3 separate regions of the Sus scrofa genome follow, and all the other regions are linked to region 2. The links are chromatin contacts, called in public Hi-C and promoter capture Hi-C maps. All regions are on one chromosome and are shown on one strand. Each heading gives the region's core, a stretch centred on a gene start, on an enhancer-like site or on the middle of the called end of the contact. The rest is flanking DNA. Distances are from core to core; before and after follow the strand shown.

Evidence for each region. Promoter capture Hi-C pulls out the DNA fragments that hold promoters and counts their contacts. A called contact is a pair of places that touch in the nucleus more often than the background predicts.
Region 1: a contact with region 2 is called in a promoter capture Hi-C map of fetal liver, with 2.9 times the contacts expected there. The contact joins the promoter of GLTP here to the promoter of RAB35 in region 2. A contact is called at or near these places in 1 of 5 promoter capture datasets (fetal liver) and 1 of 2 datasets of contacts at active chromatin or transcription factors (alveolar macrophages).
Region 3: a Hi-C map of liver shows a contact between it and region 2, with 2.6 times the contacts expected there. The contact joins the promoter of NAA25 here to the promoter of RAB35 in region 2. A contact is called at or near these places in 1 of 47 Hi-C or Micro-C datasets (liver) and 1 of 2 datasets of contacts at active chromatin or transcription factors (alveolar macrophages).

What each region holds. Positions count from the first base shown.
Region 1 is chr14:41,089,146-41,092,961 of Sscrofa11.1, reverse strand. GLTP (glycolipid transfer protein) reads right to left here and starts at 1,329. Exons shown (of 5, transcript XM_021072515.1): 1 at 1,065-1,329. The coding sequence starts at 1,167.
Region 2 is chr14:40,138,902-40,143,000 of Sscrofa11.1, reverse strand. It overlaps RAB35 (RAB35, member RAS oncogene family), which reads left to right and starts at 1,740. Exons shown (of 6, transcript NM_001243291.1): 1 at 1,740-1,919. The coding sequence starts at 1,868.
Region 3 is chr14:39,605,522-39,609,575 of Sscrofa11.1, reverse strand. NAA25 (N-alpha-acetyltransferase 25, NatB auxiliary subunit) reads right to left here and starts at 2,777. Exons shown (of 24, transcript XM_021074209.1): 1 at 2,626-2,777. The coding sequence starts at 2,683.

The sequences.
Region 1 (3,816 bases), core at 80-2,579, 950 kb before region 2:
AGCTGGACTCTGCCCTGGGGACTGGTCTCTTCCTGGGAGGCCACCAAGTGAACCAGCAGGGCGGGGCACTGGGCAAGCCCACATGGAAGACAAGAAAGCTGAGCTCAGGTTGCACCCTTTACTCAGGACCAGAAAGGCAAAGGGCAGGGGTAGATGGTACTGTCTTCTATTTCCCATTTTCCGTCCTGGGCATGGGCTGGGCTGAGGGACAGGAGAAAGGAGGGTCTGCAACCAACTTAGTGCCGCCTCCAGGGCTCCTATGACCTCCCAGGGCAGGACACATGGGGGAGGGGTCTTTTTCTTTTAGAGTCCATGCCAGGCATCCAGTGTCTGATGTCACCACACAGAGCAGCCCCCCCTGGTTCAGACCCCCTATTCCAAGCAGAGGGAAAACTTTAGGTGATTCTCCCCAGGAAAGGGCTCCAGAGTTTTGCAAATCCATCTTCAAAAGCCCTCTCCTCATCTTGACAGGCTTCCTGCCCTTGGAGTGGGGGTAGGGGTGGGTGTCTCTGATCTGGAATGAGGGAATTCTGAGGAAAGAAGGGTTCTCAAGGAAGGTTCCATGAGGAAGAGGCTGGGAGACACAAAAAAGTGGGGTTTATTAAGTGAGGGGATTCGTTTTAAGGGGAGCTATTTGAGAGAAGAAGGGGATGATGGGGTGATGAATGAAGGACTTGGGGGGAAGGGGGGAGATGGAGAATTGGGGATTTAGAAGAGTAAGGGGTGTTTGTGGGGAGATGGACGATTGGGGTGCACAGGGACTGAAAAACTGCCGCGGTCTGAAGGATATGTTGGAATGTGAGATGTCTGGGGAGACAGAGGGTTTGGAGATGTCTGAGAAAAAATGAAGGATGTGATACGTTCCGGGGAGAGAGCATTTGGAAGCGGTCTGGAACAGGGGAGATCTGGGGTGCCTGAAGGAAAAAGGGATCTCGGACGCCTGGGGAAGTAGGAGTTGGGGTGTCCAGGAAAGGGATGGTTTGGCAATGCTCGGGAGGATGCAGGCGCCTGGGAGCGCTCTGGGACAGGACTGCCGGCCAGCTCCCCCTTTCACCCTCGCTCACCAAAGAAGGGAGGCAGGTGAGACACCGCCTCGAGGAAGGGCCCGGTCTCGATCTGCTTGTCAGCGGGCAGAGGCTTCAGCAGGTGTTCCGCCAGCAGCGCCATTTCGGGGTCGAGGCCCGCGGTGATGCCCCAGCCGGCGCCGCGGGCGTCCACGCCGCCCCCCGGGCCGCCGCCGTCAGCGCCGGGGCCGTCACTGCCGCCAGCCGCAGGCCCAGGGGACGCCAGCGTCGCCACTTCCGCCCGCGCCGCGCCCCGCGTAGCCGAGCGCTCAGCGCCTCCCGCAGGCCGAGCGCCTTAGCTGTCCGGCGCGCCACACCAACCCCTCTGGCCCAATCAGAGCCCGCCTCCGCGGACCTCTGCGCCGCCATTGGTTGGGGGGCGGGGCCAGCTCTCCTGGCGCGGAAGCGCGCGGACTCTTGGGTCCAGGTACGCCCAGGTGAGCCGCTCCTTGGTGGCCTGTTCCCAGCTGTGTTTCCTGCCGTCCCCAGACGGGCTGGCTCAGGCCAGGTCCTCGCCTGATGAGGACGTGGACCTGCCCAGGTCATATCTCATCCACCCGCCCAGGTTACAGTCCAGTCAGCCTAGTGTCCCTCAGGACATCTGTTTCCCCTCAAACAGAACCTATTCTCCAACAGCCCCAAGTGACTTTTTGGACACTGTTCTGTTTACAGTTTTCTATTTAGCTACAACCAGTGAGGACGCTTGATTCTTCTTCAGAGATCTTATACCTATTGGACACTGCTCAAGTCACAATTTAACTCAGCCCATGCCTAACTAGGACTCCTGTTTCCTGAAATCTGGGAACCAGTGTTACTTCAACAGTCTGATATTACCCATTAGCCTCAGGCCAGTTTACAGTCCAACTCAATCGCCACCTAACCTGCTCTTGTTTCCCCAAACCAGACCTCACCCCAATAGCCCATAGTACATGCTTGTCCACTTCTGCTACAACCCACCTAGGGGCTTGTGTCCTAAAAGCCAATGCCTACCTGTTCCAAATATCTAGCATGCAGTTGTTGAGAGCTTCTAAGTCATTCCAGAATAAATAGTTCATCATGCCCTAACTATATGCCATGCACTGTACTAGGCATTGAGGATAAAGTGATGAACAGTACAGAGAAATCCCTCTTCCTATGGGGTTGACATTCTAGTCAAGGAGACAACACAGCACAATACAATACTATACAACATGATACAGTACTAAGAAATATAAATAAATAAGACAATATTGGATACTGATAAGTATAAATGAAGAAAATAAAACAGGATAGAGTGACGGGATGACAGAGGGCATGGCTGGGATAGGATGTAGGGAGTTAGGGGCAATAAGTATCTATGAAGTGGTGACATTTGATCCAAGACCAGAAGGAGAAGTAGGAAATAGCCAAAGTGGCTGGCACATGTGCAAGCAACCGGGGGAACCAGGAAGAGGATGGGAGTGGAGTGGAGTGAGTGGAAGAGGCAGAGTAGTGGAGGGATAGGAAATGAGCTCAGAGAGGTGGCAAGGGTTTGTTGGGTATGGAGGAGGGTATAGAGTTTGCATTTTATCCTAAGGGCTATGAGAAAGCACCAGTATCAGAAAAATAATTGCTAGGCCTTATTCAATATTTTCAAGTCAATCTTTTAGGAGGCAGACGGGAGAAGAGGTTGTTCCACACCAAGGGCATGATCCACGTACAATCAGGAAATGAGAGGGTCTGGGGGAGACAAGGCTATCATCACTTGCTACTCATAACACCAAACCTGACATGCCCCAACAAGTCAAATCTCCCATTGATAGGAGCCCAAGCCATCAAATTTGACTTGTTCCCACCCTGCCCAACCTCACCACCTCAGGCATCCTGAGATATCATCTCCTTGAAGCATCTCTCACCAGCCCGCCCAGCACCTTGACCCAGTGCCAGAACCCTACCCATCTTTCAGACACCTCCATTAATTCCACAGAGAGATCACAACCCACATGGGGACCTCCAGCCTCAGATAACACTCTGATTTCTCAAGGTGTTCCATCACAGCCAAACCACCAGAAACCATGGCTGATACAAAAAATTCAAGTCTAGAAGTGTTGTCTTGTCGTGGAACATAGGTGTGATGTGCTGAGATAGGTCGTTGCTCTGAGTTAACGCAGTGTCTTGAAAGTTCATCCATCTGTCTACTCACCCATCCATCCAACAGATATTTTAAGTGCCTGCTCTGGGGTGGATTTCCATAGCTTATGGCAGGGGTTGCACTGGTCCCAGGAGCCAGCTTGGCAGTATAAATGGATGTTGAGGGTTGAGTGTTATACAATAAGGAGTGATGGAGACTGTGGAGAAGTGGGGATCACACAGACCATCTAAAGGACACTGTGGCTATTCACCTGGCCACTCATTGCACAAAGTTATTAGCTTTCCAGATTTCTCAAGGGAAATCAGAAACCTAGAATTGAGGGCAAAATTTCTTGATTTTTATTTAAAAAAAAAATTTTTTTTTGTCACACCCGCAGCATGTGGAAGTTCCTGCGCCAAGGATGGAACCCATGCCACAGCAGCCACCTGAGCCACTGCAGTGACAACACTGGATCCTTAATCCCCTTCACCACAGGGAACTCCTCTTGATTTTTAGATTTTGGCAACTAATTAAAAGCAAAAAAAAAAAAAAAACACCCTCGATATAAGCAACTTGAAACATTTCTTTTTTTTTTTTTAACACAATCTCAAACTCACAGAGAATTTAAGTGTACAAGTCAAAAAGCTTTCCATTCCTGAATCA
Region 2 (4,099 bases), core at 491-2,990:
TAACATTGTTTATGACAACAAGAAATTATAACATGAACGCCTATCAACAGCAGGAGTAGTTCAATAGTACCACCACACACACACACACACACACACACACACACATTTTTTTTTTTTGTCTTTTTATTTGAGGGCTGCATCCGCAGCAGCATATGGAGGTTCCCAGGCTAGGGATCAAATCGGAGCTTTGGCTGCCTGGCAAAACCACAGCCACAGCAACATCAGATCCAAGCTGAGTCCTACACCACAGCTCACCGCAACACCGGATCATTAACCCACTGAGCGAGGCCAGGGATCGAACCCTCTTCCTCATGGATACTAGTTGGATTTGTTACCACTGACACAATGGGAACTCCAGTATCACCATATATATATGATGGAGTGTCATACCCATGCAGCTGTGATGACAGAAGGCCCAAGTATGTTGTTAAAGAGAAAAAGCAATTTAAGTGTATGCACAGGCAAAGGAAATTAATTGAAGGACATTTATTCATTCAACAAATATTTGTTAAACTTAAAACATTTAACTTTTAATAAATTTATTAACAGGGTTTGTTTACATGTGAGGAATGGGTCTGAGGGAAAAGCAGTAATTTGTACTTTTTGGTAACCTTCTGTATATATTTAAAAACCAAGAGAATTACTTTGTATAAAGTCAAGGTAAAAGGAAGTTTGAGAAAGCAAGTAGAAATATATAAAAGGTACTTCACTAGAAAGTGAGAGGGACATACAGAACTTGTAACAAATTTTTTTCTCTTCAGTTCTGTAAATGAGGATGGCAAGAGGCGCATTCTACTTTTAGTGCAGGTGGGAACTTACTCTACAACCGGAAAAAAACTGGGTCTGATGATAAACCGAATACCGCTTAACTTCTGCAACCCAGGTCTTCCTACCACGTGATTTGGAAAAGTGGTGTATCTGTAGATGGTGTGAAATTGAAGCTGCAGGAGCTGCTGCTGTCGATCTGCGGGGTTCGTCACCTCCCAGGCTCAACGTCATGTTGGACAGGACCCTGAATCTGGTATCACCCACCCCGTTTTATCAACAAGGCAACTCAAGCTCCAATAGGTCTCTGGGCTAGGATGGGACTTCTCCCCAGCACTGACGTCAAAGCCATACACCTAACACGTTACTCCCCAGCGGGCGACTCCGGTCCTGTACACACCGCAGCCTCCAGCCGCCTCGGCGTCCTGTCCATAGGCTCGGGAGACGGTAGGGGGCCGGAGCTAGCACCCCGGAGGCGGCGTCCACGCAGAAGGGGGCGGAGTGTCCGAGTCCCCAGCCCCGAGAAACCGGGAGCTCGGCGTAAGCCCCGCCCCAGCGGTCACTGCCAGTCTTTTCCTCTCCGCAGCGCTTGCGGGTCTTGAAGATGAAGGAGCGGGTCTTTTCCGGGCCACGGCCGGACTTCTTCCTCATTCTAGGCTTCTTCCAATTAGGGTTCCACCGCAGCTCTGCTCTCCGAACCCTCCAGGCCGCGGGCTGCGGGCTGCGGGCGGCGGCGGCTGCTGTGATCGGCGAAAAGACGCAGGAAAGGCCAGCCCTCGCCCGCGGGACTCTGCCTGGGCGCACGCGCAGTGCGTGAGCGCGGAGAGGGCGCGGCTGGCTGCGGCCGCGGCTGCGCAGAGGCGGGGACAGGCGCTGCGCCTGCGCAGTGGCGGGGCGGGGCGGGAAGGAGGGAGGCGGTGGCAGCGGCGGCGGCTGCTGAAGAGGAGGAGGAGGAGGAGGGGGAGCGGAGGGAGGTGTTTCTGTCAGTTCCGGCTGTTTGTTCGGGAAGTGGATCCGCCGCTGCCGGAGCAGCCCGGAGGGAGCTGCGGATCGCGAGGCCAGCACCGACCCCGCCCGCCCGCGCGCGCCTCCCCCGCCCGCCATGGCCCGGGACTACGACCACCTCTTCAAGCTGCTCATCATCGGCGACAGCGGTAAGGGCCGCGGCGGCCGGAGGCGGCGTGGGCCCTGCCGGGCGCGGCCCGCAGGGGCCTCGGGGCGGGCAGACTGGCGGGGAGGTGCCGGCCCGCGCGGGGCGGGTGGGGCAGCCGGCGGCTGCAGGGGCGCGCGGAGGGGCTCGGGGCGGCTCCGAGGTGAGGCTGGGGCGCGGGGATACGGAGCCGAGGGGCCGGGTGCGCGGGGCTCGGGGCTGGGCTCCCGGTCCACTGGTCGCGCCGGCCCCTGCCTCACGTGTGACCTTGGTCAAGTCGCGCGGTGTCTGGAGTTGGAGGGACCCAGGTTCGAGTCTCGGGACTACTAGCTTCCTCATTCTGACCTTGGGCGAATTGTTTCGCCTTTCCGAGCCTCAGTTTCCTCATCTGAGAATTGGGGACTTGCCTCGTAGGGTGGTGTGAGTATTGGATGAGATAAAGCTGGAAAAGTGCTTAACACTCGACCTGGTGGAGTGAGCTAGCTCTAGGTAGATGTTAGCAATCGATGTGGTTATCAGTAGCCTTTGGAAGCTTCAGTTTCATCCTCTGTAAAATGGGGATATTCCCAGAACCTTCCTCATGAGATTCCTGTGAGGTTTAAATGAAGTAAGACAGGTAAAGCACTTCACTCAAGGACTGGCACATTCCTGCTGAATTATTATCTCTGTATGCTTCCGTTTCCTCATCTGTAAAAATGAAATAGTAGTACGATCTGCCTCACTGAGCTGATTGAGTATTCAGTGAGATATTGCACACACTATGTTGGGAAAAGTGTCTGACACATAGTGAGTTCTTAGTATATGTTTGCTGTTACGTATTGTACACTAGATGCTAGACAGATATTGGAGGTGGGTCTGCCAACATTACAAAAGTGCTTTGACCGTTTATACACTCCTAGAGAGCTTGGGGCAGTGCTCACTCTCCAGTGGCTAGTGCAGTGCCTGGCACCCAGTAGGTGCCTAATATATATTTGTCGAATGAATGAATGAATGAATATCAAGTACCCTCGGAAAAGCTAGTCTGGTTTCTGAGAAAGGGTGGAGGGTTTTTAGAGGTGTTTGGAGTGCGGCAGGTAAGCAGGTTTATTAAAGGGGTGACCAAGAGGTCAGGGAAGCAGGCCCCAGGAGGTTTCTGGGAGCGTAGCTGAGGCCCTGGGACTTTATGATGGGGAAGGAGGCTTGGGAAAGTGCCAAGTTTATAGACCAGACTTGAGTTGAATGTGGGCATCGAGGTCATGTGACTGGAGGCAGAGGCCAGGTTGGTGGTGGAGCTCATGGATTATTAAGGAAAGAGGGGAAATCAAAGGTGTTGTCAGTAACTGATGTGGCGGTGTTGTGACAGCTGGGCCAGGAAAGTGGGTGGGTTTTGGTCTTGTTGTGGAGCTGGATTGGGACGGGGCTGATGGTTTGGATAAGGTGAAGGGTATCTGGGGTTTCTGTGATTGCTGGTGGAAGGGAGAAAAGTTAGGGGCTAACTAGGGAGATGAAGAGTAGCTGTGGCTGACAGAGGAGTTAGGAAGGTGGAGTGGTTTGAATGAAAGAAAACTAGAGAAGCTGTAGCCTTGCTTTTGGAGAAGGCCTATGGTGTTTCATGGGGTCCTGAGGCTTATGCCTTTCAGGATTTGATTTCAGCCCTCACCTTGGTTCTCAGGGGCTGGCACAGGGTGATTTCTGTCCTTTTGGAGTTAGTCAGCCCACCATAGTCAGGTCCTTATCCTTCTACAAGACATCTGAGGCCTGTGTGTTGATATTCAGAAATGGATAGCTCAGCAAGAAGATGCAACTTTTTGGCTTTTCTCCCCCAAGAAACCCAGGAGATGGTTTTGGCCACCTATCTCGCTGTACGTTTTGCATGGTGTATTGATTTTTCACTCAGAAGTCATGTGTGGAAGAAAACTCACTGGGTCAAGATTTATGTGATCTGGTTCCTGGTTAAGCCTGAGCATATAGGACTGTATGTGTAGAGGAGATGGATCCTTTGCAGTTTAATTTCTCTTGACAGCTGATACTCAAAGCCCAGTGCTTTTGAAGCTGGGAGGTGGTAGCCATGGAAGTTCAAACAGTGCTTTGGCAACTGAGCAAGGAGACTAACATCACGCCCTGCCCTGAACCTGGCCTTTTATGTGGTGATTTCTTAAGTATTTTCAAATGATTCCACAGACACTCTCTCATCTGGTTCTCACC
Region 3 (4,054 bases), core at 1,528-4,027, 530 kb after region 2:
GTCCCCAACAATCAAGATGCCCATAGTGGAGTTCCCGTTGTGGTGCCAAAGAAATGAATCTGACTAGGAACCATGAGGTTTCAGGTTCAATCCCTGGCCTCACTCAGTGGGTTAAGGATCCAGCGTTGCCCTGAGCTGTGGTGTAGGTGGAAGACGTGGCTCGGTTCTGGCATTGCCGGGGCTGTGACGTAGGCCAGCAGCTGTAGCTCCAATTTGACCCCTAGCCTGAGAACCTCCATATGCTGTGGGTGTGGCCCTAAAAAGACAAAAAGACAAAAAAAAGAAAAAAAGAAAAAAAAATTTTTAAAGTGAATAATGGTGGCGTTCCCATCATGGCGCAGTGGTTAACAAATCTGACTAGGAACCATGAAGTTGTGGGTTCGGTCTCTGGCCTCGCTCAGTGGGTTGAGGATCCAGCGTTGCCATGAGCTGTGGTGTAGGTCGAAGATGAGGCTCAGATCCCGAGTTGCTGTGGCTCTGGCGTAGGCTGTCGGCTACAGCTCTGATTTGACCCCTAGCCTGGAAACCTCCATATGCTGCGGAAGCAGCCCTAGAAAAGGCAAAAAGACAAAAAATAAATAAATAAAGTGAATAATGGTAAAAGAAAGCATTAGGGCTCACCAAGTCACATGAGAATACAAAATCTGTTCAGAACCCCATAGCGCAAGAGAATCATTTTAGCAAAAGGATAATGAGTAATAAAGTTCTAGGAAGGTCAAGGTGGTTTTCAAAAATCAAAAGTAAATACCTGGAGTTCCTATTGCGGCTCAGCGGAAACAAATCCAACTAGTATCCATGAGGATGCAGGTTCAATCCCTGCCCTTGCTCAGTGGGTTAAGGATCTGGCATTGCTGTGAGCTGTGGTGTAGGTCACAGATGCAGCTCGGATCTGGCATTACTGTGGCTGTGGGGTAGGCCAGCAGCTGCAGCTCTGATTTGACCCCTAGCCTGGGAACCTCCATAGGCCACAGTGCAGCCCTAAAAGGCCAAAAAAAGAGAGAGAGAGAGAAGTCTACAGGCAGCTTTTGCAGACAGCTATATAATGAGCCACAAATTGTAAACCCTGGATTCAGTTCCTACTCTCGGTCATCCTTGCATATGTCATCTCTGCCCTTTGAAAATATTTACTGGAGGCATGAGAATACACAGTCCTGGGAAAATGGAAATCTACCACTCACCACCTATGTGACCTTTGGTAAGCCAGTGTTTTCAGCTCAAAGTGAGGTGATTTCTAGCACAGTGGTTAAAAGAGTAAGTCTGGGACAGTCCACAAGGGTTCAGATCCTAGCTTCGTGTTAGCTGAGTGACCACAGACAAATTACACATCAATAAAGCCCCAGTTTCCTCATCTGTGGAAAGAAAGGGAGGGGGTTGTAAAAACTACCTATCTCAGGAGTATGTGTGAAAATTAAATGATAAATATAAAAGGCTGAGGACAGTGACTGACATAATTAACAGTCTATATATATTAGCTATTATTATTTTTACCCACCTCACAAAGCTGTTGCTAGAATCAAATGAGATGTGAGTAAAGTATCATACAAATTACAAAAAGTAGCAATTGTACCAGAAATATATAGTTACCCCCTTCCAAAAAAAAAAAGTTAAGTGATCTCAGCCCTGCGGAGAAACCTCCATTTAGTAACATCCACACTATAAACATGAGACCTAATTTTGCGAAAAACCACTGACCTTGAAGCCTTCCTTCATCAAGAAGTGACACAGACCAAGACCATACAACCATCTAACAGGAACCACTATCCAATTACAGAACACCTCGGTAATTGAAGAGATGTTTCTGTGACTCAAATATGTGATTTTTCACAATAAGTGTAGCAGAACGATATCAAGGTCTTAAAACCTGAGGATTGGGCTAAGCGTTACAAAGGGGGATCCACTCAGCACACAGAAGGCAAGCTGCAGAAAGCCAGAAAAGCTACAGAAAGGAAAGGCCCTGCACGCCCCTCCAAACTATCACAATCTTCCCATCGCTATTTTGGGCCCAAGACCACCACCCCCCCGCCCCCGCCTCCCACGTGTACCCTGAGCAGCTGTTCCTCCACCAAAGAGCTTTCGATGGGGAGCCTCAAATCTGGGCCTGTTCCTGACTCGATTCGGGTGACCTTGCGTCAGCTCCTTCCTCTCTCAGAACCTCAGTTTCTCTCTGTTCACCAAGCACTGTTGGTCAGACAACATTTTAGGCCCAGTTTCCATAAGTAAAAAGTCTTCAGTGGGGGTTTTCCCTCAAGTAGGGTGTTTCAGCCCTGTACCGGAGCTAGCTTCCACCTGCGGGCAGATCTTGGGTGTCCCTTGGCGTGGCCCCAACAACGCGACCTGCGAGCAGAGCAGATCTCTACCAGAGGAAATGTCTTACAAAGCCTGCCTGTCGGGCCAGCTCTGCCGACCTGCCGCTGCCCTAACAGCGCAGCTGCCACCTCAGGGCTCTGGAAGGCCAGGCCGGCGCTTCCGCGAGGCCCGTGACTGAGGCCTAGAGGCCCGCGCGGCCGACCCCCTGTGCTCGCCAGCCCTGCTCCTGGCCACTCAGCGACCCTCCTGGGCCTTTACCCTGGCCCCGGCGGCCCTCGGCGTATCCGGCTGGCGACTAGACTGGCCCCAGGCACTCACCGTAAATGGGCCGGAGGCGCCTGTCGTTAGGGTCCTGCACATGGCCCCGCGTCGCCATGATGACAAGCGCAGAACAGCAGTGCGCACGCGCAGGGCAGGCCCCCGGGAAGGGGCCGTTAAAGGGCCAGCGCCGATCTCGCTCGTCTATCGCGATGGTCGCGGGGTTGCGATTGAACGCGCCTGCGCGGAAAGGGACAACACTTACACCGCACCCCTCCCACAGACTATTGCCACTTTGAGGGATACGTCTCCCCTTTGCTGATGGAATCAGTCTAGCTGATAGAGGCGGCCGTTGCTATTAAAATCCCGTCCGAGTCACTTACGGGAGAGTGAAGAAAGGAGAGAAACTCTTGGTCAGAGTTAGGGCTCTGCTGCTCCAGTTTATCTTATTTCTCATCTGTGCTGAAGGACCAGTTAGACTTGTCTTTGATTAATTGTTGAGGAACTGGGACCTCCTCTGGGAGGGTGACCCAGGAGAGAGTAGGGGAAAGGGGTGCTGACCAACAGTAGAAATCTGCCAGAAATGTTCGAGATCCCTTCATCTCTCTCCTGGTGCTCAGCCAACTAAGAAGCACCCTAGATTTATAGTAATCCAGTGGATTTGTCAACTATACCGCAATAAAACTGAAGGAAAAAAGTAATTCAGTTAGTATGTGCAGTTAGTGTTGCAAGCTCTAAATGAATTATTTCATTAATACTCATAACAACCCTAGTATCTCCTTAGAAGGTAGATACTATCCTCTTTTCTACTGGTGGGTTTATTCATACCCAATATAATTATCCAGTGCCTATTATGCCGCTGTTTCTGTTTCGAATTTAGGCAGAGAAGATACATTGTAAATAAATCAGAGCTTTCCTGGGGCCTTCCTTGCTGGGAGGGAGATCATCAAATAAGTATGTCAGTATATTAGGTGATAATAAATGAAACTGAGAAAAGGAGAACAGGGACGGGGGGCAATTTTATATAGTGTGGTTAGAAAAAGCGACAATTGTCAGAAAAGTTAAATAAAGTGGGAGATGGGAGTTCTCTTGTGGCACAGCAGGTTAAAAATCCAGCATTGCCATGGCTGTGGCGTGGGTTTGATCCCTGACCTGGGAACTTCCACATGCCTGGGTCGAGGTGAAAGAAAAAAACCAAAAAACTGTCAAGGTCATGAAAAATAAGGAAACTATGAGAAACCATAATAGTCCAATGAAACACGATAACCAAAGGTAATGTGATATCCTGGTTGGGATCCTGAGACAGAAAAAAAAAGGGCATTAGTGGAGAAACAGAAGAAATGCAAATAAAATCTAGAATTTAGTTAATAGTATTATGCTAATGTTGGTTTCTCATTTTGACGAATGTAAATTACATGGTAATGTAAGATGTTAACATTAAGGTTAACTGGTTGAAGAGTAGTAAAAACTTTACCCTCTTTTCAGCCTT